2 separate regions of the Bos taurus genome follow, and region 2 is linked to region 1. Evidence: chromatin contacts called from public Hi-C data. All regions are on one chromosome and are shown on one strand. The core of a region is the stretch at or near the end of the contact, and the rest is flanking DNA. Distances in the headings are between cores, read along the strand shown.

The links. Hi-C and Micro-C count contacts between places; a contact is called where the count stands out from the background.
Region 2: a Hi-C map of skeletal muscle shows a contact between it and region 1, with 2.5 times the contacts expected there. The contact joins the enhancer-like site here to the promoter of IDH3A in region 1. A contact is called at or near these places in 2 of 11 Hi-C or Micro-C datasets (skeletal muscle and skin fibroblasts).

What each region holds. Positions count from the first base shown.
Region 1 is chr21:30,535,498-30,540,763 of ARS-UCD2.0, forward strand. IDH3A (isocitrate dehydrogenase (NAD(+)) 3 catalytic subunit alpha) reads left to right here and starts at 2,840. Exons shown (of 11, transcript NM_174644.2): 1 at 2,840-2,908. The coding sequence starts at 2,882.
Region 2 is chr21:30,571,371-30,576,875 of ARS-UCD2.0, forward strand. ACSBG1 (acyl-CoA synthetase bubblegum family member 1) reads right to left here. Exons shown (of 14, transcript NM_001024548.1): 3 at 2,020-2,240; 4 at 1,488-1,576; 5 at 1,069-1,189. Among named protein-coding and RNA genes, the nearest start is that of IDH3A, 36 kb to the left of the region's middle. Within about 2 kb of position 4,186, at least 16 of the 102 cell types and tissues checked have an H3K27ac peak or open chromatin away from gene starts, as enhancers often do. A contact at or near this core is called in skeletal muscle, where this site is marked.

The DNA.
Region 1 (5,266 bases), core at 1,590-4,089:
AGCACACCTGGATCGGGTAGTGTTGTTGTCACAAATAAGGGCACACCTTCCAGATCCTCCTGGAGAAGGAAATGGCAACCCACTCCAGTAATCTTCCTGGAAAATTCCACGGACAGAGGAACCTGGTAGGCTACAGTCCATGGGATTGCAAAGAGTTGGACATGACTGAGCGACTTGACTTTCACTTCCCAGATCCTTCTCCTGAGAGGCAGTTTTCCCACTGTCTGGTCCAAACACGGCTCGCTGATGGGATCTCTGGACACTACAGAGCACAAGAGACAGGACAAGGCGGCTTTTCCAGAGGAGAGTGACCTGCATGTTGGAGAAACTCTGGAACGCGTATGAAGAATAGTGCCTGGCAGTTCTGGACTCAGGGAACAGGTCCTGGCTGCGGGGGAGGTAGCTTTCTCTCTCCCTGCTGTCCTTCCAGCTGCTCCAGAGTCAGGAAGCACCTTGATACGCGAGTTAGACTAGGAAACCTCTGAGGTCTTGTCAATCCCCAGAGCCTGAGCTTCCAAGGATTTGTCACTTTTCTGCCTCAAAGTCTTGGCTGGCCCTGGTCTTTCCTCAGGGCCCCATCTCAGGCTGCTGACCTTTTCAATCTCTTCAAAGTGAAAGTGAAAGTGTTAGTTGCTCAGTCCTGTCCGGCTCTTTGAGATCCCATCTGAGCTACCAGGGAAGCCGTCAGTCTCTTCAAGGACGATTCAAATGCCATCTCCGCAGTGGAATCTTCCCCAATCAACACCCCCTCTCGCCCTCCACTGCACCCCCTCCCCAAACTGTTAGAGCACCTGGCTGAATCTCTTCTGTGTTTCTCACTCACTAGACTCCAAGGGCACGGCTGGGGCTGATTCATTCCCTTGTCTTCACAGTGCACCTGAGAGGGACTCCACTTAGGAAGGATCTGGTGAGGTGAATGACCCTCCTTCCCAGGGGTAGTTTAACCGTGAGGAGAACTGCCTTGGTAATTAGGAAGCATCCTAGTACAATGTCAGCATCATCACTTACTAGCTATACCTCAGTTTTCCTACGGGACTGTTGTGAGGATTAAATAGACCTTGGAGAAAATCATTTCACATTTTGTTTTTCCATCAATGAGCAGCAAGTAGTTTCAGTCTATATTCCAGAAACAAAGACATAACAGGCTGTCTCTGAGCTTGAGGAGGCTCTTCAGTGGTACACAGCAGGGGAGAAAGCGATAAAGTTCCTGGAAGAGGTGGGAACCAAGTTCTACTGGCTCTAGGTACGGAGAAGGAACACATGCGTGAGTCTGAGGGGCTTCCCAAAGGAATCAACATCCGAACTGAGTCTTGACGAGTGACTGGAATGTCAACAGGTGGAAATGGCACAAAGAGCATTCAAGCAGAGGGAACGGCATGAGCATAGTGCGGGTAAAATATGGGAAGCATTTGTGGGCTGGCCAGGAGCCCTACTTGGCGGGCAGTCCAGGACTTTGGGGCTGGACGGAGTGACAGGAAATACAGCTGAATAAAAGACGGTGGTGAGAGATGAATGGGAGAGCCAAGAGGTGTTAGGGCGGCATGGGCTGTGGTCAGAGCTGTGAGAGAAGGAGAGGACTGTGTGGAGAAAAGATTGGAAGGGGCAGGTTGTCGGGGGAGGAGGCTGCTGCGGTTGTCTGGACATGAGATGGTCAGTCCTGAAGGAGGGCAATGATGGCAGTGGGGGTGGAGTGGAGGGGCACTGTGGAGAACACCTTAGAGGGGAACTGCCAGGGCCTGATGAGAGCAAAGGCCAAGAAGAGAGTGATGAGGTCCCTGTATCCTGATGAAGCCACAGACTTAGCAGTACTTTGTTACCTCATCAAAGCCACTGGCATCACTTGTGCATCTAATTCACCACTTCCCTAGGTAGATGGGTAGCTCTTCTCTGGAAAGAACCTTTTTCAGGGTGTGGTGTGGGAAGACTTGGTCTAAATCACCCTGACACCCAAATATGGGACCTGTGATCAGCAGAGCTTCAGGACTCTGGTTGCTGAGAAGATGAGGAGGGAGGGGAATATGACGTTATTTCCTCTTCCCTCTTTCTTAGATTTGAATCAAGTCCCCTGATTTTACCTTCTCATTGCTCCTTGCGCCTTCCCTTTCTGATACTTATCACAGTTTTCATTTACATATTTCTGTCATACTTGATTGGCGTCTGTCTTTTCTACTGGACTGTAAAATTACCATTGAGAACAGTGCCTGGTAACTAGGCGGCACTCAGAAATATGTTTAGAGCTTTGAAGACAGAAAGTAGATCGGTAGTTGCTGGGACGTGGGATGGGAAGCTGGGCTGACAGCTAATAGGCACAAGGAGCATTTTCACAGGTTGGAAAACTGGATTGTGGTGATGCTTGTGCAAGTGCTTACATTTATTGAAAATTACTGCGAAATTACAGCCAGTGAATTTTATTGTATATGTTATACGTATACGTTATACCTCAATAAAGCTGTTAAAATAATAAAACATTTGTGAAACGAGTAAATGATCTATCTCCCTCCCTGAGGTTGTAAACTCCGTAAGAGAAGCTCTATCCTCTAAATCCATAAGAGTGACTGGCATCCAGTAGACGCGGAACAAACAGCCCACCTAAACACTGAAATCTATGAATGAAGCGGCAGAGGAAGGACTCTGGCCAGAGATCCCCGCCAGCAGCTTCCGGGTCGCTGCTCTGCCCGCCGCCGCGAGACGAGCACGGCGATTGGCCAGCGGAGCCGGTTGTCCAGGGCCCGGACCAGGAGGGTGCTCGGAAAATCCCCTACGCGAACTCGCGGGGTGGGGCTTCCAGGGGGCGGGGCCAAGAGGGGGCGGGCTCCAGACGCTGGCTGGGCGGCTGCGCACTACTGCCGCCGCTGTCGCCGGGGTGAGAGGAGTGGACGCGATGGCAGGGCCCGCGTGGATCTCCAAGGTGAGCTCCGGGCAGGCCCGCATGTGGCTGGCGGGCGTGCTGGGTGCTGGGCGGGGGCTGGCGCGCGGGCCCCGATGGGAAGACGGCGGCGCGCGACTGGCTGGGAACAGACAGGGAGCCGGTCCCGGCCGCCCGTGCGCCTGGCTCGGTGGCCCGCAGGCGGTGTGTAGGCAGCCCCGCTCCCGGAAGGTCGCGCCTGGAGCGGGGACAGCATCAAGGTCAAGGCGGGGAGCGCCGGTCCTGTTCCCGATGAGACCCCAGTGCTACCGCCGGCATCTGTCCCGGCCGGAGCCCAGGCCTCGCGCGGAGCCGGGGAAGGTCACCAGAGTCGCCGACCAGGCTCCACCATCCCGGCTATTTCCGAAGCTGCGGCCCTGCAGCCTGCTGATCGCGCAGAGTCCGCCTCAGCACGACCCGGGCCTTCCCCCGGTCTCTACTCAGGCCCCGGCCGGGTAACCTCCCTAGCCACCGGCACGTGCGTTGGGCTTGAGAGGTTTTCTCAGGTGAGGGAATCCCGGGGTCATTTTCCTGCCAGATTTTTTTCTCCCTTGGAGCGCTTCCCAGTCTGCTGTTGTAGCTATTTCCCCTTCAAAGGACACGGGACACGTTGCACCTTGGAACCTGAGCACCCAGAGACTGGGAGAGGGAGACCAGCAACGCCTTTCCTTTACCTTATGTTGGTGAGAGTCCTGTGATCTCACCTTGACAGCTGGGATGCCTGCCAGAGCTGGAAAGGGTTGCAGACCGTCTGCAGTTCCTTGGTTCCTCAGTGGAACTAACTTTGCCTGAAAACGTAATTGCTCAAGGTCACACAGGAAATCCCTGCCAGAACTGGAAGAGGAACTCAGGTGTCTCAGGATTACCAGTTCCAAGTCCCATTTTGCCTGCTCTGTCTGTGGTCAAGGTCAGACAACAAATTATAGGCAGAGGGAAAAATGGGCCCTCAGGTCTCCTGTTGCTTTTAGAGAATGATCCCCTAAAAACCTACCATAAGCAGTTTAATTTTTTCTCCAGAAAATTTGATACTGTATTTCTCCCTTGCTTTGAGTTTAAAGTGAGGTTTGCATACATTTAATTTAGTGAAAAGTGCTCTACACCGGAATTTAGGAGACTTAGGTTTAAATCTTGGCAATGCCACCGACTGGCCATGTGACCCTGAGCAAATTACTTAACATTTGTGAGTCTTAATAAGCTATCTGTAAAATATCTATACTTGCTTCACAGAGTTGTTGAGGATTGAATAAAATAATGTGAGAGCACCTAATACATATAGGAGCAACACAAAAGTCTGAAGCTCTCCTACCTGTCAACATACTTATCTTACAGCCTTCAAGCAGACAGTTGGGCATCAGTAGCCGCATTTTATTTACTAACTGGGTTCTGCTTTGTTACCCTCTTCAGACCTGGGCTTGTGTGTAATGGTAACTTATTTCACATTCACTCCTTAAGGTAAAGCAACTTCTGTGTCATTGTCTAAAAAGAAGTCAATCCTTCAATCACTGACCTTACACCTAACACCTAATTATCTTTGATCGATACATAAGAGTTCAGAATGAGAGACTAAAACAGCTAGTAAAGTGCTAGTAAATTTGTTTTTCCCTTAGTGTGGTCTCTAAGGAAAAAACTATGCAGTAGGTATTCAGAAAGTGTTGGGTTGTGGAATCAGATGATGAGGTTCTCTGACATGGACTCCCAGTGTGACCTTTGGCAGTCATTTGACCTCTGGCAGTCATTTGACCTTTGTGGTCCAGTTTCTCCCTTTAGGGAGTGGAGTAGGTGGTGCCTTGGATGCTCCCTTTAGGGACTGGAGTAGGCAGTGCCTCTGAAGTTGACGTCCCAGGATGCTGAGCTGGGTTGTGAGTTTCAGTCAAAATAAGTCCTCTATTAAGAGTTCCATTTCAGGTTCTATTTGAAAAAGATCTGTATAAGCTTATACATATATATATATATATATTTTTTTTTTTTTTCTAAAGAAGGTTTATTTAGAGAAAATTAAAGGGTTTCTAAAGACCTTTCTGGCTCTAAAATTCTATAATTATAATGAGGCAGTTTCCCATTAGCAGGCTTTTATTGAGTACCTGTCATACTTTCAAGAGTGTATTTATATGTTTTTAAGTTGGAGGATGAAGGTAAAAAAGGAAATGAGGTGCTATGTGTGAAGTCACAGGTTCAGTCCATATTCTGTGAGCCTGGTCTTGGTCTCCTTACCTGAAAAGGGCTACTAATACAATCTCCCCAGGTTTTATAAAAAATAAAATGATGTAATATATGTATATAATACATATAACTATGTATGTATATTATACAAGTACAATATAAAGTAGAAGACAGTCTGTGCTTTAAAAAATCTTGTTTTAC
Region 2 (5,505 bases), core at 2,936-5,435, 37 kb after region 1:
AATGCAACACATGGGCCTGGTTTAGATCTCAATTCAAACGAATTGCCTGGAAAAACACATTGTCAGTATTAGATGATAGGAAAGAATTCTTTGACTAGTGTAAATAAAGGCGATAAAGTTGCTGTGATGAAGAAACTGTCTTATATTTTATAAATATTGAGCTATTTAGGGGGTGAAATGCTGTGATGTCAGACATTTGCCTTCAAATACTTCCTACTGATGGGTGTGATGAAAAAACACTGATGATTATTAAATCTGGATGATCACTCTATGAGGGTCCACTATACTTTTCTCTCTATTTATGTTTGTCTGGAGAGTTTCAGAACACAGATTTTAGTCTGGCCAGTCCGGGGCTCCAGGTCCCACCATCCCAGGAGGCTGGAGACCACTTCTCCTGCCCTCAGGAGCAGGGGGGCACCGAGGTCCAGGTAACAGCTCCAGAACCAGAGCCAAGTCAACCCGGAGGAAGCCTCTCTGAGATGCCAGGAGCCACGGAGGGCCTTGCAGGCTGTTGGGTACAGCTGGGGCACAGAGGTGTCCTCAGGCCACTGAATGCCAGTGTGGTGTACATAACAGGGTCAATCAAGAAGGGGCCTTAAATGGATCAGGAGGCATCAGTGTGCCAGAAAGGTGCCAGCTGCCCCAAGAGGCACTTTTGGGCTCCTACTGTGCCCTACAGTCTCTAGAAGACACTGCAGCACTTGCTCTGGCTTGGCCCAAGCCCCACCCTGTGGCAGCCCGTACGCCCGTTCCCCACCAAGACTCAGACTTGGGTGCTCATGTGTCAGTGCCCTGAACCACCCAAGGGCACTCAACACTTCCCTGAAGGGAAAACCATGGAAGGCCATGGGCTGGCTGTGGGGGATGAAGGGTATGTTCCTTGAGCTTCCTGGGTCTCAGTTTTCAGACCTGACAAATGGGTCAGCGGCCATCACCCTGCTGTGCTGATGTGTGCTTGTCCTGAGGAGGGTTGCTGCTGAGGATGATGGGTGACTTTGGCAGGGAAGGTGGAGGTCTGTGAGGGTGCCTAGCCTGACCCCCGTGGCTGCTGCCCCCTTTCCCCCAAACCTTCAGGATCTTTTCCAGCTGTTTCTGTGTGTCGACCACGATGATGTTGGCACGGCAGTCATAGGCGATATACTGACAGGCCTCAGGGGAGCTGGTCGTGTAGATGCCGGTGATGATGCCACTGTCAGAGACCCGGGAAGATGGGTGTCTGGGCGGGTAGAGCAGCCCACCCCCTCAGCCCCGACCCCTGCCCAACACACCCACAGCCCCTGGCCCCAGAGAGCTCCCATGGCCGGCCAGGCAGCTCAGCACAGCTGCCCTGGGCAGAAGGGGACAAAAGCGGGTCTGGAGAGGGCCCCAGGGAAGAGATGAGATGTTGGGGAGGGGGTGGGGGGCCCCTAAAAAGAGTAATGACCCTCTCTTCACTCTTTGCCCCCCTCCAACCCACTGGGAACTCTGCCCCTCCCTCAGCCACTCACCCTCCGAAGACTGCGCCCACTGCTGAGAAGAACCACTCCGGGGAGTTGAAGGCGAGGATGGCCACGCTGTGGGCCCGCTCCAGGCCGAGCTCCAGATCAAAGGTAGACAGTCCGGGTCAACCAGCAGGAAAGGGGCCTCTCATTCTCACCAAACCCCCCTTCCAGACAGCAGGGGACTCTGCCGGCCCACCTCAGGGACCACCTCCCAGGGTCAGAGTGTGCCCTGGGGGACCAGCCACTCAACAGCCCTTGCTGCCCCTTCCAGGCCTTCCCGGGGAGCCCACCCCTCAGCCCAGTGCACCAGGCTTCCCAGCCCCCTCGAGCGGGCCGACAAATGAGAAGCTTGTGACACATCCTGGCACGTAGTAAGGGTCCAATGAACGTAAACCCTCAGCCCCAGGCCAGAATGGACCATTAGCTCAATGAACAGGACGGTTTTACAGTGATCTTGTCTAAGGGCTTGTCCAGTGGGGTATCGGAAGGAGGTCTGTGAAGGCCAGAACTGAGGTCAGGCCTTGGGCGGCTTCCTCACCTTCAGGAAGCCCTTGGCAGCTTTGCGGGCCAGCAGGTAGTACTGGGTGTAGGAGATGTGTTCCCACGTGCCCTGCCTCTTGAAGCCCATAGCACTGAGGTCCCCATACTTGTCCAGAGTCGTGGAGAACATCTGATGAACAGTGCGGGGAGTCTGCGAGCAGATGGGGTCTATGCGTAGGCGGACGCGCCCGTCGGCCCGAGTCGTCCATAGCGCCTCCTCTGCAGGGTCAGGGAGACCACAGCTTGCATTGTGCCAGCCAGGGCTTGTCCCCAGGGGACTCTTGCTCCTTCCCTGGGCAGAGCTCCCAGGCCTCTGGTTCCCACAACGCCTTGAGCACTGAGCCACAAGGGCTGGCAGACTGGTGAGGAGGCTGCCTGGAGGGGGATGCCTGACGGCCCTGAAGGATGGGCAAGGCTCTAGGGAGGCAGCAATGAAGAGGGAGGGCAGAAGGAGGCCTTGGGGACCCTAGACATTTTTCTGCTAGGGTCCATCATGCCAGCTGGAATTTGCCCCCAGAGGCTGGGTAGTCAGCAGTGGATGTGGGGGTTGCCCAGAAGAGCAGGACTCTCGGATCCTCTGGGGTTTCTACCCTTCCTCTGTCTCCTGAGAAGTGGTTGGGGACAGACCCAAATGGCAGAAGATCAAAACATCAAAAATAGCAACACTTCCAGGGGGCTAGAGGAGACTGGAAACTAGCCGGCTCTGATCACTAGCCTGGAAAATTTCCCAGTCCCACGAGATAATCTAACCATCTCTTTGCTCATCCCTGCCAGGGCCAGGCCCCATGTGAAACCCTCACGTGGGGATCTCATCTCATCTGCACAACATGGGTCTGGTAGCCCCCTTTTACAGATGGGGCAGCTGCAGCTCAGCGAGGCTCAGTCATTTCCCCCATGTCACACAGTGGGAAAGGCATGCCTGACACTGTCCCGGGCACCACCTACCCATTAAGTTTACTGAGTGCGATAGATGAAACAGAGCTTTACCATCTCGTCCGTGAGATGTGGGGTGAGCTATTTGACCTCTGAGTCTGTTTTCTCAGGGGAAAGCTGAGGGTTTAGTTCTCAGGGATGTTATGAGGGTCAAAAGAATGAAAGAGCTTCAGCATGTAGTTGGTGCCCAATAAATGCACACCTTGTTCTTCCTCCCTTTTTCCGGATCATTTGCAAAGGGGTTGGGTGGTCTAGACACTTGTCCATGGGGCTGCCTTCTGGGGCCAGAGCAGTCATTCTACGGTGAGTCACCGGTGAGGGAGTGGGGACCACAGGGGCTACGGCGCCACCTGCTGGCCAACCCGCTCTGAGAGGGAGAGGTCCCACTTCCTTGGACTTCCATCTGGAGCCAAGACCAACAGTGAGCTGTATGACAGACGGTTCTGAGGCAGCCAGCAGATGGACCTTGTCTCTTCCTTCAATACTCTAGGGTTTCATGTGAACCCTGGAGTTGGCAGAAAGAGGTGGAGGCCCTGGGGCTGGGACAGAAGAGCCCACCCTTCCTCCCATGGAGGCCAGGGACGGGGAACAGGGGACATACATGCGTGCTTAGTTGCTCCATCGCGTCTGAATCTTGGGGACCCTTTGGGCTGTAGCCCGCCAGGCTCCTTTGTCCATGGAATTCTCCAGGAAAGAATACTGGAGTGGGTTGCCATTTCCTCCTCCAGGCAACCTTCCCGACCCAGGGATTGAACCCACGTCTCCTGTGTCTCCTGCATTGCAGATGGATTCTTTACCCACTGAGCCATCAGAGAAGCCATTAAAAGGGGACATGCTGCTAAGTCACGTCAATCGTGTCCGACTCTGTGCGACCCCATGGACTGCAGCCCACCAGGCTCCCCAGTCCCTGGGATTCTCCAGGCAAGAATACTGGAGTGGGTTGCCATTTCCTTCTCCAATGCAGCGAAGTGAAAAGTGAAAGTGAAGTCCCTCAGTCGTGTCCGACTTTTAGCGACCCCATGGACTGCAGCCTACCAGGCTCATTGCCTTCTCCAAAAAGGGGACATATCCAGGCCCAAATAGGAAAACAGAATGTCTGGGGCAGGGGCATGGCTGCTTGGAAATGCAGGCTAGGGCAGAGAGAAGGTCACCCAGTGCCAGGCAGTGTGTACTGTTGAAGGCCAAGACCAGGCTGGCTGGCATCCATGGCTGCCTTCTCTGCAGAGGCCCATCACCAGCCGCTGCTGGACCCCCACGCCCCCTAGTGGAGGTTTGAGTCAGCGCCTGCTGAGGAGCCCTCTCCAATTGCTCCTTAGACTTCTCCAAGCCCCTTCTTCCAGGTTCTTCTTCCTGGAACCCCAGCCTGGCAGACCCCAGAGATCAACCTCTTTACAGTCTCCAACCCCTGCACTTTGTGCAAGTCTGCTCACATGAGCAGACCAGGGTAAAGACACAGCCTGTAGAGTCAGGTCAACCTGGGTTCAAATTCCGTTCTGCCATTCCCTGTTGCGTGACTTTGGCAAGTCTTTCTCCTCCCAGCTCCATTCGAATAGTCTTCAAGCGCAAAGGGCTGGCAAGAGAGACCAGAGCCTCATACAGGTGGCAGGAATATAAAATGGTGCAGCCATGATGGTAGACAGTTAGGCAGTTTCTTAAAAAGTTAAACGTAAATCTACTATACAACCCAGCAAGAAATGAAAGTACGTACCCCACAAAGACTTGAACAGGAACATTCATAGCAGCGTGAGTTACAGCAGTCAAGAGGTGGAAACAACAAATGTCCATCAACTGGACACTATTTGGCTCTACAAAGGAACAAAGTGCTGATACAGGCCACACCATGAATGAAACTCAAAACATATCTGGTGAAAGAAGCCAAAAGGACCACATATTGTCTGATTTCATTTCTATGATACGTCCAGAAAAGGTGGAAATGATAGAAAGCAGATGAGTGGTAGCCTGGGACTTGGGAATGGGGAGTGACCACAAATTTGCATCAAGGGTCTTTTTGGGGTGATGGAAATGTTCTAAAATTGAATTGCAATGAGGCTGGTACATTTGCAAATTTGCTAAAAAATCATTGAAAAGGTGACTTTTTTCAATGAAAAAGTGAAAAATCATTGCATTTACAAAGGGCAAATGTACACCTGAACAAAACTGCTTTTAAAAATGGAAAGATGGGAGGAAATGAAATTCCCTGGTGGTCTACTGGTTAGGACTCTGCACTTTCATTGCCAAGGGCCCTGGTTCGATCCCTGGTTGGGAATCCCACAAGACATGAGATACAGCCAGAAAAAAAAAAAAAGGAGGAAGAATGCTAACACCACCCCCCAAATTGGCACGAGAATTCTGTAAGGTAGCCCAACCAGAGTGCCCAGAGTCTGGCAATCACTTTCCAGTAGCTGGTAGCTGTCTTCCCTTCCCTAGTACAGGTTCTTCTTGGTGCTTAGGACAGAAAAGGTATATTTTCCTGTGGGCGTTCTAGTTGCTCAGGTTCCACTACATTTACCTGTTCCCCCAGGCTTGCCAAGATAATGAGAGATAAGTCTTA